Linked DNA regions of Mus musculus: region 2 is linked to region 1. A link is a contact called in public HiChIP or PLAC-seq data. All regions are on one chromosome and are shown on one strand. Each heading gives the region's core, a stretch centred on a gene start, on an enhancer-like site or on the middle of the called end of the contact. The rest is flanking DNA. Distances are from core to core; before and after follow the strand shown. Region 1 has its middle 12 kb from the start of Tnfsf11. Region 2 has its middle 99 kb from the start of Gm30662.

Region 1 (7,628 bases), core at 1,876-4,375:
GGCAAAGTAGAGCAGAGAGCAGCTTGTTTGTTTAAGATGTTGACTGACCTCTGAGCTCATGTATGAGCTGATTCACAAAGTTCTTAAAGTTGAATTATCCTAGTACTTCTGGACCAGTGGAAATGAACTATGCAGCCTTCTTCTGTGTTTTAGAAAAGAAGTGAATGGGATTGCTCCCTCTCAACTTTGTCAAGAATTCTACCCTCTTCTGTTTTCCTCCACAGTCACTGGGTCACACTGAGCCTCAACGAATTTCAAAACAGTGTTTTACACGCAGAATACTAGTGAACAGAAGGAGATTTGACATGATTTTAAAGACTTACTTTTATTTGAAATTTTGTGTCTATGTGTACGGCTCTGTGTGGGTATATGCATGTGTAAATGTGGGATCCACAAGAGGGCGTCAGATCCCTTGGACCCGGAGTTAAAGGAAGTTGTGCACAGCCTGATGTGCCTGCTGGGGCTCAAACTCAGGTCCTTGGCAAGAGAGCATCGAAACTCTTAACAGCTGAGCAATCTCCCCCGCCCCAGAAGTGAGAGGTCTAAGAAAATGGGTTTAGGTCTATGCACTCCGTGTGACGACCACAAACTCAGGAGCTAGTGAGAGAGTGAGGAAATTCAGGTTTTTGAGTTTTAATAGACCAGGGTCTAGTATTCTTTAATCACAATGTTCCTAGCCAGCTCGCTGTGTCTAAGTCTCTCATGTTGAGTGGCAATTATTTGGAGCATCTTGTCATTGTGGGATGTTCCATCAGAAATATAAACAATTTAGTATGGATATTTTCAGAACACTTGCCCATCAAGACATGTCACAGGGGCTGAGGAGATGGCTCATTTGGTAAAGTGCTTGGTGTGCAACATGAGAACCTGTGTCTGGGTCCGAGTCCCCAGAACTTAAAGTCCTGGGTGCAATAGTTGCACTTCTGTAACTCCGGTGCTACAGGGTGGGGAGACAGGCAGGTTTCTGGAGCTCGTTGACCAATCATTCTAGTTGAGTTGATAGATTCTTTTACTGGAAGAATTTGTCAGAAGGAAATAAGATGGAGAGATATTGAGGAAGACAAGCAATGTTAACCTCAGTCTTCCACATGCATGAACACATGAGCACATGCAGTTCTACCCACATGCACACCCATGTGAACACAAACATGCAATACACAGTGCGCGCACACACACTCACACACACACACACACACACATTTTTTTAATAGTCTGATGTCTCACACCTAAGTGCCAGTGAAGATTGCTAGTTTATATAGCAGAGTGGACACAACATCTTAGATTATACAAACTACCCCTCTGAGCATTAATTTACTCTATAATGCAATCTCCCTAGTCTGTCTGCGGTGAGTTTCACAATTCTAACAGTGGAAATTACCTTCTCTGGCAGGGGCTTTTATCAGCCAACTTCCTGAGGTCCAAAATGGCTGGAATAATTCAGTATGTGGACTGTAGAAATGCTAATTTTACTTAGCAAATATGAAAGAATTCTATACACACAAATGCCTTTCTTTATAAGTGAGTCACACAATTTCCATCAAAATGCTGAAGAGCAAGAATAAATGCCAAATGTGAACCCAAATGTCAGAAGATGAGGCTCCCTGCCGTCTGCCCACGTGTCCCAGTTTCCTTGTCTGTACTACTGATAATGGAAATGTTTGGATCTAATGACACAGCCAAACAGACCTCTTCTTACTAATGACAGTCTTACAGATTTCTCAATGACTTTTTTTCTCTCTCTCTTAAAAATACTTTAAAATTGAAGGGACAACAAGATGGTTTCCAGGACAAAAGCACCAGGATAAGGGCACCAGGACAAGGGCACCAGGATAAGGCCACCAACTTGATGATCTGATTTGATCTCTGAAACCCACACGGTAGAAGAAGAAGAAAACCGAAACTCAAATTGTCTTCCGACCTCTTGACCTCCACACTCAACCCATAACATTTATGTTCCCACCTCTCACCCATTTCTTTCTCTCCTCCCCACCTACTTCTCCCCTCCCCCTCACTCTTTCTCTCTGTGTTTCAATCTCTCTCTCTCTCTCTCATACACACACACACACACACACACACACACACACACACACACACACACACACACAAAATGGCAATTCTTTTTAAGTTTTACAATTGAAAACTGAATGAATTTTCCAAATACAAACTTAAGCCTGTCTTTTATAATTCATGAAACGGATGCTTAGATTATTTTCATGGAATGTCTGCTCAAGCGATGTCTGTCATTGACAGCCCCATCGACCTGATCAGAACATGGCGGTGCAGAGCTGTGCTGGATCGTGACCTCAGAAACCCTCCCTGTGCTTCATATCTCCTTACTGATCTCCACCTCGGCCAGCCCCTGCCACGTCTGCTGTGGGCAGACCTTTGTTATAGGAGAGTTCTTTCATAGCTTTCTGTCTTCTTGTGCATCCGAGTTTACTTTTAAAGAAAGAAACAAGTAAGTGATCATTCTACTAAGATATGAGTACTGTCACTAGATAAAGCACACAGACTTTCACGTGTAAGTTTTACAATTATTGACATGAGGGTCTGTCTCACCGGGTGGACCAGTCTGACCTAAAGCATTTGAACTTGGACTCCCCTTGCCTTGTTCTTCCTAGTGCAGGGTTTGCAGCTTCCACCGAGGCAGGTTAGCAAAGAACATAGATCATGTGTACTTTCCTGGTGGTCTTCCTTACTTCCGGTGCTGATGATAGCAGCAAAAATCCATCTGAAACTGCTCAGAGTGACCGGAAGCAGGATGATCCCTTGAGCTCAGGAATTCTGGGACATACTAAGACACCTAAAGAGATTCAGTTTCAAAAATATGATCAGGTTGAGTAAGGATGCTGTGGTGTGGCCATAGTGAGTATAGCAGCGAGATGAAGAGTGGTTGGAACAGCAGTACATATGTTAAGCAATGTTAGCTGGAGTTTCCATATATGTCCACTCACACTGAACTCAAAACAACTCGGCAGTACTAAACCAGAGCTCTCACCACTCAGGTCTGCTGGCACCATGGCTCTGTAGCCATCCTGTAGTGTTTTACCTTAGCTTTTCAAAGAATGAAACCCAGACCCAGAAATAGAGGTCACCTCTCCTGTTAGTGGCGCAGCTTGGATTTAATCACAGGATGTGAGACCACAAGGTCCCCGTTTTTAACTGCTTGGTTTTAGGGCAGGCTCCTAAAACTTTCACTCTGTCACGGAGCAGGAATAGATTCATGGTTAGACCAGTCCCTTCTACTCTGAAGTTTCCACGGAGGGCTTTTCTAAAATCCGAATCTTTTTTGATGGTTGAGAGCTGTGACTACAGAAAGAACGAAAGTTCTCTAACTAGACAGCCTCGATGAGACGTTTGCCCAGACCTTTGGTGCAGTTTGGTGTTGAGCAAAGCCCCATCTGAATAGAGGTCAGTTCTCTCTCTTTCCCAGGCTGGAAGAGCCGTGTTGCTGTGGAGCAGTGACCTGTGTGTCTGCTGTGATGGTGGCAGATGCCACACCTGTTACTTCTGCAACATGCCTGCTCAGAAATACCTCCCCACAAGCATTCCTATCTGGTTTAAAATTCAGGAGGCCTCTCTCTGCCACGTGTCAGGAACTTGACTGCTGGATGGTGCGGGGTACACATAATAAATAAGCAGACTCCGTGTCTTCAAGACTACACAGAAATGATTAGAGTCACTGAAACAAAGAAAGTGATAGAGGTGAAGTGAGTGAGAGAGGGACAAAGTGAAAGCATTGTTTAACTAAGTCTCTGTGTGTGCGGGAAGTGGGAAGGAGTTATGAGTAGGGACCTGAAGGCTGAATAGGAGGAGTCACCTCAGTAATGAAGCAGGAAAGATGTCACAGGCTCCTCCGACCTGCAGTCAGGACCTGGAGAGCCTGTGACTCCTCCTGGGTGTTCATCTCAGTAAAGGCAGTGACTTGGGTGACATCTTGGGTCTTTGGTCTTCCTCATCTTCTCACAACCAAACCCAGTGGCTTCTTTGACTAAATGGCTCTGAGGATTCTACTTCCACACCACTTCTGCCATTTACTGCTGGTCCTTGCCTGTATTTGGCAGTGGCCATATAACCAACTTCTCCTCCAGGCTTGCTCTGCCCATCATCTATGATCTTCCTCCACAAGCCTGTCCTCCACACTGCAGCTCGAACACCTTCTGAACCATGCAGCAAAACACACAGAGAGAACATTTTAAAGGCTTTGCACTGCCTCAGAAGAAAATCCAACTTTTTATCTGAAGAGACAAAGGCTTGTTTTTTCAGCATCCTGGTCTCTCCTCACACGTTCTATCCTCACACGCTGTGACACTAAACTTTCAGTTCCTTGAATACATCCTGTTTTGTTTCTTGGCCCCTATATTTTCCCACTTTGCTTAAATAATGATTACTCATCCCACAAGTCTTGTTTAAATATGGCTTCCTTCAACAAGTCTTTTATGGCCAAGGTTAAAAACTTCTCTTATGTGCTCCCAAGACATTTTGCTAATTATACTATACGGTAAGTGGCTGTCTGCTTGTGTGACAGTAGGGTAAAGTAGGAATGAGAGGGAGGGAGGGAGGGAGGGATAGAGAGAGAGAGAGAGGGGGGGGGGGGTTTCAAAGAATTCTATTAGCAAAAAGGAGGGCTGGGTAAGCAAAGCAAACCTGACCAAATGGGAAAATTACTTGAGAAGTGTTTTTCAGAGGAGCAGCTGGGGAAGGTGATATTTGTTGAGGTGCAGAGAGTGAAATTTTAATCCTTTTCTAAGAAGTCTAAAAGTTAGAAGCCATGGTAGTGGCTGTCTGTCCAGCAGCAGAGCTGAGACAAAGTGGCACACTGTGAAAACATAGTTTGTTTTCACTGACAACAGGACCAAGTGTATCCCAGGGACAAGTCGTGGGTGACCAGAAAGGAGACAGTCTGAGGACAAACGTCAAAGGGACCTGATCCAAGAAGGCACCTCATGAGGCAGGCTGGCTGGAAGAAAGCAAATGGGATGGGCATTACAGAAGCTGATTGGTGGGGGAAGTGCTTTAAGCACTCAGCTGGGGCTAGGCATCTTCAGTCATAAGTTTCCGGAGCGAAGCCTTCAAGGAGTCACTAAAAACCCCGATGAAGTAGTTAGTCTTGGACGTTTTTTACCAAACACAGAGATCATTCCCTCAAATGTTACTTTAATAGTCGAATCAAAACTCCTCCAGTTCTTTATCATTCCGTACTTAACCCTTCCTTCCACCACTTCCTCTCATCGTTCTCCCGTCGTGTAACATTTCCGATAGCACTGGGCAAGGAAGGGAAAACATTTAAATGAAAAACATTTAAAGCCATGTCAGTGTGAGCAAAGAAATTAGGAGAGAGACTGGCCTGACATCTCTAGCCAATGAAGAAAAGAAAAAACTGGATAGTCACCCAATGGTTTTAAGGTCTTTATTTTTTGAATTTTGGTGACTTAATGATCATGAGTATATGTGTGGAGTCTATGAAATTATTTGACCTTTGAATCTGAGTCAATTTCAATTGGCTTGGAAATGTCTTGTGTCAATTTATATGGTTTTATCCAGTCTCCTTCCTTCTGGAGCTCCAAGTTTACATACACAAGACCATGTGGTTGTGTTCCATACATTCCTCGAGTTCCATTTTTATTTTCTCGTGTTCTAGTTATATTTTCAAATGATATATCCTCTATGTTTCTCACTTTTGAAGTCTTTTATTGAATTGGCTTTAGATTAATTGTATCAGCCTTGTACCTGGTGCTCAGTAAATACTTGCTGAGTAAGCAAAGATCAGGAGAACAAAGACACGAAGGGCTGACAAGAAACAGCACAGGGTGTGAAGACAGTATGCATTGTTTATGTTCCCAAAGTAGACTTTTACATGCAGGGTACACAGTGATAAAAGACGGGACTAAAGGCACACGTTGAATAATGAAGGAGCAAGAAGCTCAGGTCTCAAACATTATGAAGGTAACACACATAATCAGTAGATGAACCAGGAAGGTTGGTTCCATGGGGCAAAGCAGAACAAGAAGAAAATTATTTTTACACTGCAGATACCAAAGGGCAAGAGGATTTAGAAGAAGCGAGAGGGAAATTGGGGTTCTGGGAAAGCGTCAACACAGGTGATTTCTTTTCATAACTGCTTGCTTCTGTCTTAAATAGCAACAGAAGATGTGTGATTATGGATACGTGCCTACAGCTTCCGGATCTGATGAGATAGCATAGAAACACAAGAGCACAGACTGACTCCGAGACAAAACTGTTTGCAACCATGGGTGGGCCTATGCGTTAAACAGACCATTCAGAACAAGGGCATGGTTCAGCAGGAAAGGGCATTTGCCACCAAGCCTGACAATCCTGCTTAATGTCCAGAACTTATGTGGTGGAAAGAGAGAACTGATTCCCTCGAAGCAGTCCTCTGAGCCACACGCGTGCTCTACGGCATACAAACACACATTAATGTAAAGAATAGACTCTATAACGTCTCTATAATGTCTGAAAAGAGAAGCAATCCCATATTTTACCGAGACTTGATGCCATATATCTTAAGAGATGTGTGGAATCTAATGGAAACTCCAAGCGCTGGCAGAAACTCACTGGCTTGCCTTTGGTTGCTCTCTTGTGGAGGAAACACTTTCCTTACCTTGTTCATAAGTGCCTACCACTGCCCAAGATGCACCCAGTCACCAGACATAGTCAGGTACAGTAGACATTCACATTAGTGAACTCTGGTAGAGTGGGGCCAGAAAGCTGAGCAACTGGGGGAGCCATCTAGAGCAAGGGTGAGGTGGAGACATGTCCGAATCCTGAAAATCTCATCCTGAAACTGACAGGAGTAGGACTGTTCTCCCCCTGCTCTGGGCCTGCATATTCTGGTGCATGTAGCCTTGAGACTCTCACCTCTGCCATCTCTGAGGTAGTCACATAGCTTGGTAGCCAGGTTACAGGTTAAACTTCCTCTCTTCCTATAAGGATGTGTCCAGCAAGCACCTGAAATTCCTCCTCATGCATATGAAGCATTCCCAGCTCCCCAGGCCCAGCCAATGCTGTCCTCTCACTCTGACAATTCCTACCCCATTCCCCAAGGTGTATCCATAGCCCTTGTTCCCCTCCTTCCCAATAAGGAGAGACTTTTCACTAAAATCTTTCTCCAGAGAAGGCTGTTTCTCCTGCATTCACAACAACAGAGATCTTGCCTAACCCACCCAGCTGGATAAGCTCCACTTCTTTCAGTCCAGCCTGGTGTCTAATGTGCCTGGATACCCTGAAGGGAGAAGCAGACCAGGGGTGGCTTGGTGTAAAAAGAGAAGGTTAATGTCCTTTACATTTCTACCACCATGGTTCTGAAAGCTCGAGTCAACACACAAGCATAAGTTTTTTTTTTTTTTTTTTTTTTGGGTTTTTTTGTTTTGTTTTGGTTTTTGGTTTTTTGTTGTTGTTGTTGTTTCCAGAAAGTTGGTTAGAAGAAGTGGAGTCATGGCTGTGACTAAACTGGACCAAGTAGTTCAGAGTCTTCAGAAATAGTTTTTGAGAGGGCTTAGAAAATTTTGAAGAAATTGGCCTGAGAAAGCCAAAAGTGTCTTTAGTGAACTACACTAATGAGAAGTTATGGTAGAACTTAATGACTGAAATGTTGGCAGGAATATAGA
Region 2 (7,628 bases), core at 1,588-4,087, 110 kb before region 1:
CTCGCAGCAGGAAATGATGTCAGTGGGTGGCCAGAACTACAGGGTCTGATTACAATCTAACGTCGCTGTAACTTTTGACTCTTCTGTGTGTGTGTGTTTTTTTTTTTTTTTTTTTGCGCATTTATCTTGTTGAGTCACAGAATTATATTGATGATTGCAGCAAAGTCTATGGTTATGTGAATTTAACTCTAGCTGGCCAAAAGAACGTGAATTTAACTCTAGATGGTCTGCTATATGAAGAAAGCAATATACCTTGTTATATTTCATCTTTCTAATTCACGGTCCAGCGTTCTCTTTGTCTTTTGTTGGCAGCAAGTGGGATTCAGAGATCTCCGTTTATGTGCTCTGGGCATCCCAGCTTGCTGTGAGTTTTTCACATCTGGTACACAGTTGACGCTGGGTGACATGGATGTTCTTGCCTGACCAGTATTTACTCCTGTCCTAGGAACTGGGGATATCTCTTTTGTGGAGAACATTTTCTACAATCAGAGCAAGGCATGTTCTGCCTTGGAAGAGCCTACTTAACCAAGTAGTTTAGAGACAAGCTTATTGAGCAAGTAGACCCGTGAGACAATTCTGGTGGTATGATTGGAAATTGCTCTCATTGTACTGGGATCCAAGCTGACAATGGTCCACCAGGTGGAGACAGAGCAGAGCTCTGAAGACACTGAGACCTTAGAGCCAGCGGGGCTCGAGATCAACGGCACACAGGTATGCAAACCCACAGATTTCTTTCTTAGTTTATGCTAACTTGAGATTGAAAGTATCTCAGCCCATATGTGTAGGGTTTAGGGGTTCAAAGTCATTTCTCAGATGTTGATGAAATCTACTCCTCTGATACACATTCACCCATCTGGGCCCCACCTACTTATGCACGTCTGATTTTTAGACATTCTCAGCTGTTCATGAAACTCAATGGATAGGCACTGGCCTTTCTTTGGTTGCCTAAGGAGACCACAAAGCAGGGTGTCTTTTGGCTCAGGAGCCATCTAGGAAGTGGAGTCATTATGTTCCTTTTGCAGAAAGGGTCAGCAGCAGAGGATGTCCCTTCAGGACACCTGGTGTACAGCTCTCTCACTTAAGAGTGCCCACCTCCCCCCATCACTTGGCTCAAGAAGCCAGAGTACCTTTTCCGCAGTGAGACTGACTGAGAAGGCAAGAGCTCCTGACTAAGTCTTCACTCACCGTCAGCCTTGTTCTTGCTGTGGGGAAGAAAGAACTCAGAAGCCAAAAGAGCATAAGTGGCTTCGAGACTCTACAAAGAAGATGAAGGAAAATGTCTAGTGGCTTGTGCTCTGTGTAGTAGGGGGTGGGTGTCTGTGGAACAGGTAGGCTTTCTGGGAGTGACAGGGTAGAGATCTTCTAAGTGTGTCTTCTTCCATCAACAGTTGTGGATGTTCTTCGTCGAGGCCCACAGAACGGTAAAGCTGGGCACGGCATGTGCAGCTGGCATATAAAACCAACTAGAAGAAAAGAGGAGGACTGCTGGAAGACCAGGACTTTGTTCTTTTCCATAAGTCACAGTCCAAGGGTAGCCCGAAGTCCTACTATGGGTGCCACAACAACACAGACTATCTTTAGGGAGCAGAACACGGGAACCTTAGGAGGACAGGACAGCCAGTGACAGGGAGGTGGTGTTTTATTAGCTAGAAGGTCTTTGAGGTGGGCGAGCAAGGCATGGATTGTAGGGAGACTCTAGACCTCTGGTCCTGACCTGGGTGGAACAGGGAGTGCTGGAGTAAGAGAAATCCTACAGAGAGGTGATGGGATTGCCCACTACAAAGAGGGCCCAGTATGCAGAGCCACCACTGACATTGAAGCAGGAAGGGCACTTGGAGCCCTGGGAGAACAGGATCTCTATCTCTCTGTTCAGGAGGGAGATGTGACTGCCTGTGAGGCTGTACCTTCTGCCTATTTTTTTACAGTGCACAACCCATTTCTTCTGCCACCCTTGGCTTTTAATCCCAAAACAACCAGGGAAGCCGTTAGTTCTTAGTTGCTGTTCAGTTTAAGGCAAACAAACCTGGGCAGAGGGCAGACATGGCTCTACCCCCACTGCCCTGACTCCTCTGTGCCCTGCAGCTCTTTGCATCCAATTCCTTTTTGAGAGCTGAGGTTAGGTTTGCATTCCTAACCGAGAAAAACCCCACTCTGTCTGCGGTGTGCCAGGATTCTCTTCTGTCTCCTGTTGCTGGCCTCTGCCCCACCTGAACAGCTAGCTCTTTTGGCTGGCCTTTGTTGACACCCACCCCCACCCCAGTGGGGAGTTTTGGAAGGTTTCATGACACTCATTCGCTTCATTAATTCTATGCTTAGAAAAGAATGGGAGGATGTCACTCTAGGAATGTCTTTTATGACACATTTGAGACCTTTGAGAGATGGGAACAAAGGGGACAGCAAAACACACACTGTAAATTATTCATTTCATCCACTCCATCTGAATAATATGTCTGTGTGATGCTCCAAGCTCAAAAACGCAGAGCCAGAGCACCTAGCACAGTAGTCCATGCAAGCATGTGCCTCACAGACCCAACAGCATGCCTCACGGGGCTAAGCAGAAATGAGAGAAGCCTGTCCATTCTGATGCTCATAAGAGCTCCAGGCTGAGTCTCTCAGGAAGCTGTTCAGATGTTCTTAGAATATCCATTTAAACAGGGCTCTTGGGGCACAGACAGATGCAATTTCATTGTGGATCTTTGCAGATACGTGGTGTGTCTCTGTAGGTACCCAAACCTGGAGTCAGGCATGAAGTTGGAGGGCCTTAGTCGATCTATGCATGGTTTGTCAGTTGCTTTGTTCCGGGTCAGGGAAATGCTTAGCAGCCTATTTTACAGTCTTTCTTAGAACCGGGTGTCTGCCACCAGCAGCACTTCCTGTGTCGAGCCAGCATCTGCATGGTCTTCTGTGAAGAGACTTCCTTTATGGTACCTGGGGCAGATGCTGCCATGGTCATAGGAGTCCTCTGAGTTTTCCCTGTGATGAGGGGCTAAGGCTGGCTGGCAGGACAGAGTTTCTGCCTCACCATTGTGCTAGTTGACCGAGTTAGCTAAAAAAAAAAAAAATCCTTAAAACACTCCCAGAGCATGTTTTCATTTTTTATTTTTTTGAGAGATGAATATTCTAAACCATGGACGCTATAAAAGAAAAGGCTACGGCTTTTACAAAATTGGCCATGTTGCATGTCTTTTAAAATAATATTTAAAAGGCTAGAAATTATGGTTACAAAAATATCCCTGCTAATAGTTTACTGTTTGGTTTGAGTGAGTTTAGCTTTGAGGTGTGGTAGCTCTGGAAATTTATTGTGAGTCACTACATAATAACCGGCTGCACCATCAGGCATCAGCCCACACACAATTTTCCAGCCCTGAACTTTCAGTGTTTCCTACAAAATGAAAATAATATAGTCTCGTGTTTTATTCTAGGGATGGGGCGGTTGGCACTGCTTTAGGCTATGCTGAAGATTTGTGAATTTGATGTCTCCTATCAAATTAAGATGTATTGAGGAAGTATCTAGTTTTTAGTTGGCAACACAAACCTCCTGTAAGGAAAAACTATGCAAATGCAGTCTAATGTCTGGATGCTGATTTCCTCTTCTGTGGGTTATTGCTTGACCTGGACCATCATCCCTCTGAATGGCCAGCCCAGCTCTTGGAGTCATAATTACACATTGGAAGAAAGGCTAACCCAGAAAACACAGATGGTTCTCTTTCTGTATGTTTTATTTATTTATTTATTTATTTATTTTTGCCTTTCTTTTCCTTGCCGTCTGCTCTGTTTCTGGAGTTAGAGAATCATGGTTGTACTTTCTTCTATGCCAAAGCAAAGACACCATTATGCAAGGAGTAGTACAGAGAGGTTTTCTTCTCTCTCTGTTCCAGAATCTTAAGTTTTAATGGTTGCTCAGTTATAAATGAGCCCGTGTCTTAGTTACTTTACTGTTGCTGTGACAAAACATCATGAGCGGAAAAAAAATGTTTAATGGATTTATAGGGTCAGAGGGTTAGAATCTATGATGGGGGAGCAAGGCATGGTGGCAGGTGGCTGGAGAAGCTGATGAGAACTAGCATCTTGAGAGAGAGAGAGAGAGAGAGAGAGAGAGAGAGAGAGAGAGAGAATGAGAATATTGGGAATGTCATAAAAACCTCAAATCCTACCTCCAATGACACACCTCTTCCGACAAGGCCATACCTTCTAATCCTTCCCAAACAGTTCCACTTTCTGAGAACCAAGTATTCAAACATAGGAGCCTATGGGGGGCTCATTCTTATTCAAACAACCACAGTATGGAAAGCCTCAAGTATTTCCTGAGTGCCTTGTTTTATCCGGGGTACTTTATTCTGAACCTTTGCTCCATCTGTGATATATTCTTATCTCATCAAAACCCATCTTAGCCTTCGGCCTTCTGCTAGAATTGCTCCTTCCTTGATATCCCAGCTTGATGTCTCTGTTCTTCCTCCTGTGAAATCCCCATGAAGTTTACCCTATACATATGTTTTCGATGTTTTATTTTTAATATACTGTCTTTGCACATGTTGTGTCTTCTTTTCTATTAGTATATACACTAACTTTAAAGGGTGGGGAATCCTCTCCACACAGTTTTGAAATTTGCTATAGTCTGGGTCCTAAATGTGCCCCAAAGCCAACGAATTAGCAGTTTGGTCTTTTGGAATGTGCTTTTGTGTGGTGATGAACCTTTAAGAGGAAGAGCCTAGTGGGAGGTTTTTAGATCATTAGAGGGGGATGTTATCAAAGGAGGTTATAGATCCACCCATTTTATCTTTTGTTCCTTTGCCATGAGGTGAGTAGTTCTGACCTGTCATCCTATGATCCTTACCACGTGTTCAAAACAAACAAGCAAACAAACAAACAAACTAACCAATTAACAAAAATAGATGAGCAAAATTGCTTATGGATAAGACCCACCAAAACAAACCATTTCTGTTTATAAATTTATTATCGCAGGTGTTTGTTATAGTGATACAAAGTATCTAACACAGAATCTCATAGTCTAACATGTGTGACTGACTGCTTAAGACATTACGTGTGGTTATGACTCTCACTTAGGGCAAAGCATCTGGGAGACACGGCATTTTCTTTTTCTTTTAATATATATTTTTTATTACATATTTTCCTCAATTACATTTCCAATGCTATCCCAAAAGTCCCCCATACCCTCCCCCCACTTCCCTACCCACCCATTCCCATTTTTTTGGCCCTGGCGTCCCCCTGTACTGGGGCATATACAGTTTGTGTGTCTCTCTTTCCAGTGATGGCCGACTAGGTCATCTTTTGATACATATGCAGCTAGAGTCAAGAGCTCCGGGGTACTGGTTTGTTCATAATGTTGTTCCTCCTATAGGGTTGCAGATCCCTTTAGTTCCTTGGGTACTTTCTCTAGCTCCTCCATTGGGAGCCCTGTGATCCATCCAATAGTTGACTGTGAGCATCCACTTCTGTGTTTGCTAGGCCCCGGCATAGTCTCACAAGAGACAGCTACATCTGGGTCCTTTCGATAAAATCTTGCTAGTGTATGCAATGGTGTCAGTGTTTGGAAGCTGATTATGGGGTGGATCCCTGGATATGGCAGTCTCTAGATGGTCCATCCCTTCGTCACAGCTCCAAACTTTGTCTCTGTAACTCCTTCCATGGGTGTTTTGTTCCCAATTCTAAGGAGGGGCAAAGTGTCCACACTTCAGTCTTCATTCTTCTTGAGTTTCATGTGTTTAGCAAATTGTATCTTATATCTTGGGTATCCTAGGTTTTGGGCTAATATCCACTTATCAGTGAGTACATATTGTGTGAGTTCCTTTGTGAATGGAGACACGGCATTTCCACCTCCATTGTCTTATCGAGTCTTCTCAAGGACACAAGGCTGTGCCTAGTATTGTATTTCTATTCAATAGAACTAAGGCAAAAATAGTCGTCTAGTGTCTCCAAGCAAGAAAGGGCAGAACGGAAATCATTCTGACTCCCGTTACTATTCCTTTGCAGTGCAGCATTTAAAATAGAAAGTAGGGTGCTGGAGAAAGTCAGGAAACAGGCTCCTTTCTTGTAGGGCGGAGACATGCTTAGGAAGTCAGCTCTTCAAGAATCCTGGAACTGTGGAAAATGCCTACAGGGAAAAGCTTTGCACGCTGCTGGTGAGTTTTTGCCAGCTGCCTGGATCCACAGCCCAGAGAGTACTAGAGAGTGGCAGTGTTCCAGAGCTCTCTACCTAGTTGTCCCAATTATATCCTTGTCGTGCTAAATTATAACATAGAGTCCTGGCAGCCACGGTCAGGCAGAGTGCCTTGGAGGCCATCTTTTTTTTTTTTCTGGTCTTTGTCTCTACTTGATGGGTGTTTTGCCTCTACACTGTCACATTGCGAGTTTTCTTCTGAGCAGAACTTGCTAGGGACAGAAAGGGCAGTGGAGAGCGTCTGGCTCTGGGATTGAGCAGCCTTGTAGCTACTGACTAGGGCTGGGAGGTCCTTTCTTTCAGTTCAGCATGAATGAGGAGTCTGCACGTGTGTGTACACAGAGCACAGCCAATGCCATGCAAATGAGCTGCTAAGTTGTCACTCTGTACAGTAGACAGAACTTCTGCTTGTCCAGGTGCAATCTACAGGATTATACAGTGGTCAATCTTGGTGTCTATATAAATGCGCATTGCAACAGAAGGGAGGACTTGGCCAACATATTCTAGTGGGTTTAGATCATTTTCTCTTGTTAGTCAATAAACCAGTGTTTGGGGGAAGGGGTTTACAAAATAAATTCACTCACTCACACATGGCAAAGTTTCTCAGTGTCAAATGTCTGTCACAAATGTTGCTTGTGGTCACCTCAGAAGCCTACAATTTTTTTTTAAATGGAGCAATTATCTCAACCAAAGTGCTATTGAGTGCACTTTCCAGTGGCTGATCCTCAGGCTCCTTTCCCAACAATGTTTTCCTCATAAAAAAAAAAAAAAAAAAAAAAAAAGCCCAAAGGAGCTTGTGCGCAGCTCTGAAGCCAAGAAATCAACTCCTTGGAAAATCTGCATGGTGTAACACAGTTGCTGGGAACACTCAAGTCAACTCTCCAGGCCTATGATGATCTAGATTCCCTGCAAACTTCCAAGCCAGAGCAGCCAGGCTCCACCAGGGTCTTTAACCCTGGGTGCAAGACTGAAGCTTCAGAATCTAGATTAGATTTCTTGCTTTTCAGGTGATTCCTGGCCAACTCTCAGCTGCAGTAGACCATGTTTCTACTACCTACTTTAATGTGTTGTTAAGTATAATGCTATGGTGAACCGTTCAGTAGAGTAACATTAAGAGTAACAGTAGAATAACATCCTTTGCTCTAGAGTAAATTCTTAGAGCAAAATGCCCCTTTGCACACTTCTTTAGATAAACACTTATTCTGGGCTAAAGGACAAAGGAGTAGATACGCATTCTTTTGTTTTGCATGTATTGGAGAAGGAACCTCTGTAGTATTTTGCGGAATTTTTTCAAGTCAATTTCCTGGCTAGATATTCCTTGTTGCTAGGTTAAGTTTTATCTGTGCTGTAATACTTAAACACCTTTTTACCCCTGTAGGGATAATCTCTTAGCACTATGTGGAAGCATTACCTTTCAATAAAAAGCTGATGGCCTATTAGCAAAAGGCAG

Evidence for each region. HiChIP or PLAC-seq counts read pairs in DNA pulled down with a chosen protein or histone mark.
Region 2: a BATF HiChIP or PLAC-seq map of CD8 T cells shows a contact between it and region 1, with 14 read pairs. The contact joins two enhancer-like sites. A contact is called at or near these places in 4 of 39 promoter capture datasets (3T3-L1-derived adipocytes, epiblast stem cells, hippocampal neurons and 1 more), 8 of 484 Hi-C or Micro-C datasets (the 63-12 cell line, CD8 T cells, the MNK3 cell line and 4 more) and 7 of 115 datasets of contacts at active chromatin or transcription factors (the 230-238 cell line, CD8 T cells, DN3 thymocytes and 3 more).

What each region holds. Positions count from the first base shown.
Region 1 is chr14:78,315,933-78,323,560 of GRCm38.p6, reverse strand. No RefSeq gene overlaps it. Among named protein-coding and RNA genes, the nearest start is that of Tnfsf11, 12 kb to the right of the region's middle. Within about 2 kb of position 3,125, at least 18 of the 459 cell types and tissues checked have an H3K27ac peak or open chromatin away from gene starts, as enhancers often do. A contact at or near this core is called in the 230-238 cell line, the 63-12 cell line, CD8 T cells and 4 more, where this site is marked.
Region 2 is chr14:78,427,335-78,434,962 of GRCm38.p6, reverse strand. No RefSeq gene overlaps it. Among named protein-coding and RNA genes, the nearest start is that of Gm30662, 99 kb to the right of the region's middle. Within about 2 kb of position 2,837, at least 49 of the 459 cell types and tissues checked have an H3K27ac peak or open chromatin away from gene starts, as enhancers often do. A contact at or near this core is called in the 230-238 cell line, the 63-12 cell line, CD8 T cells and 4 more, where this site is marked.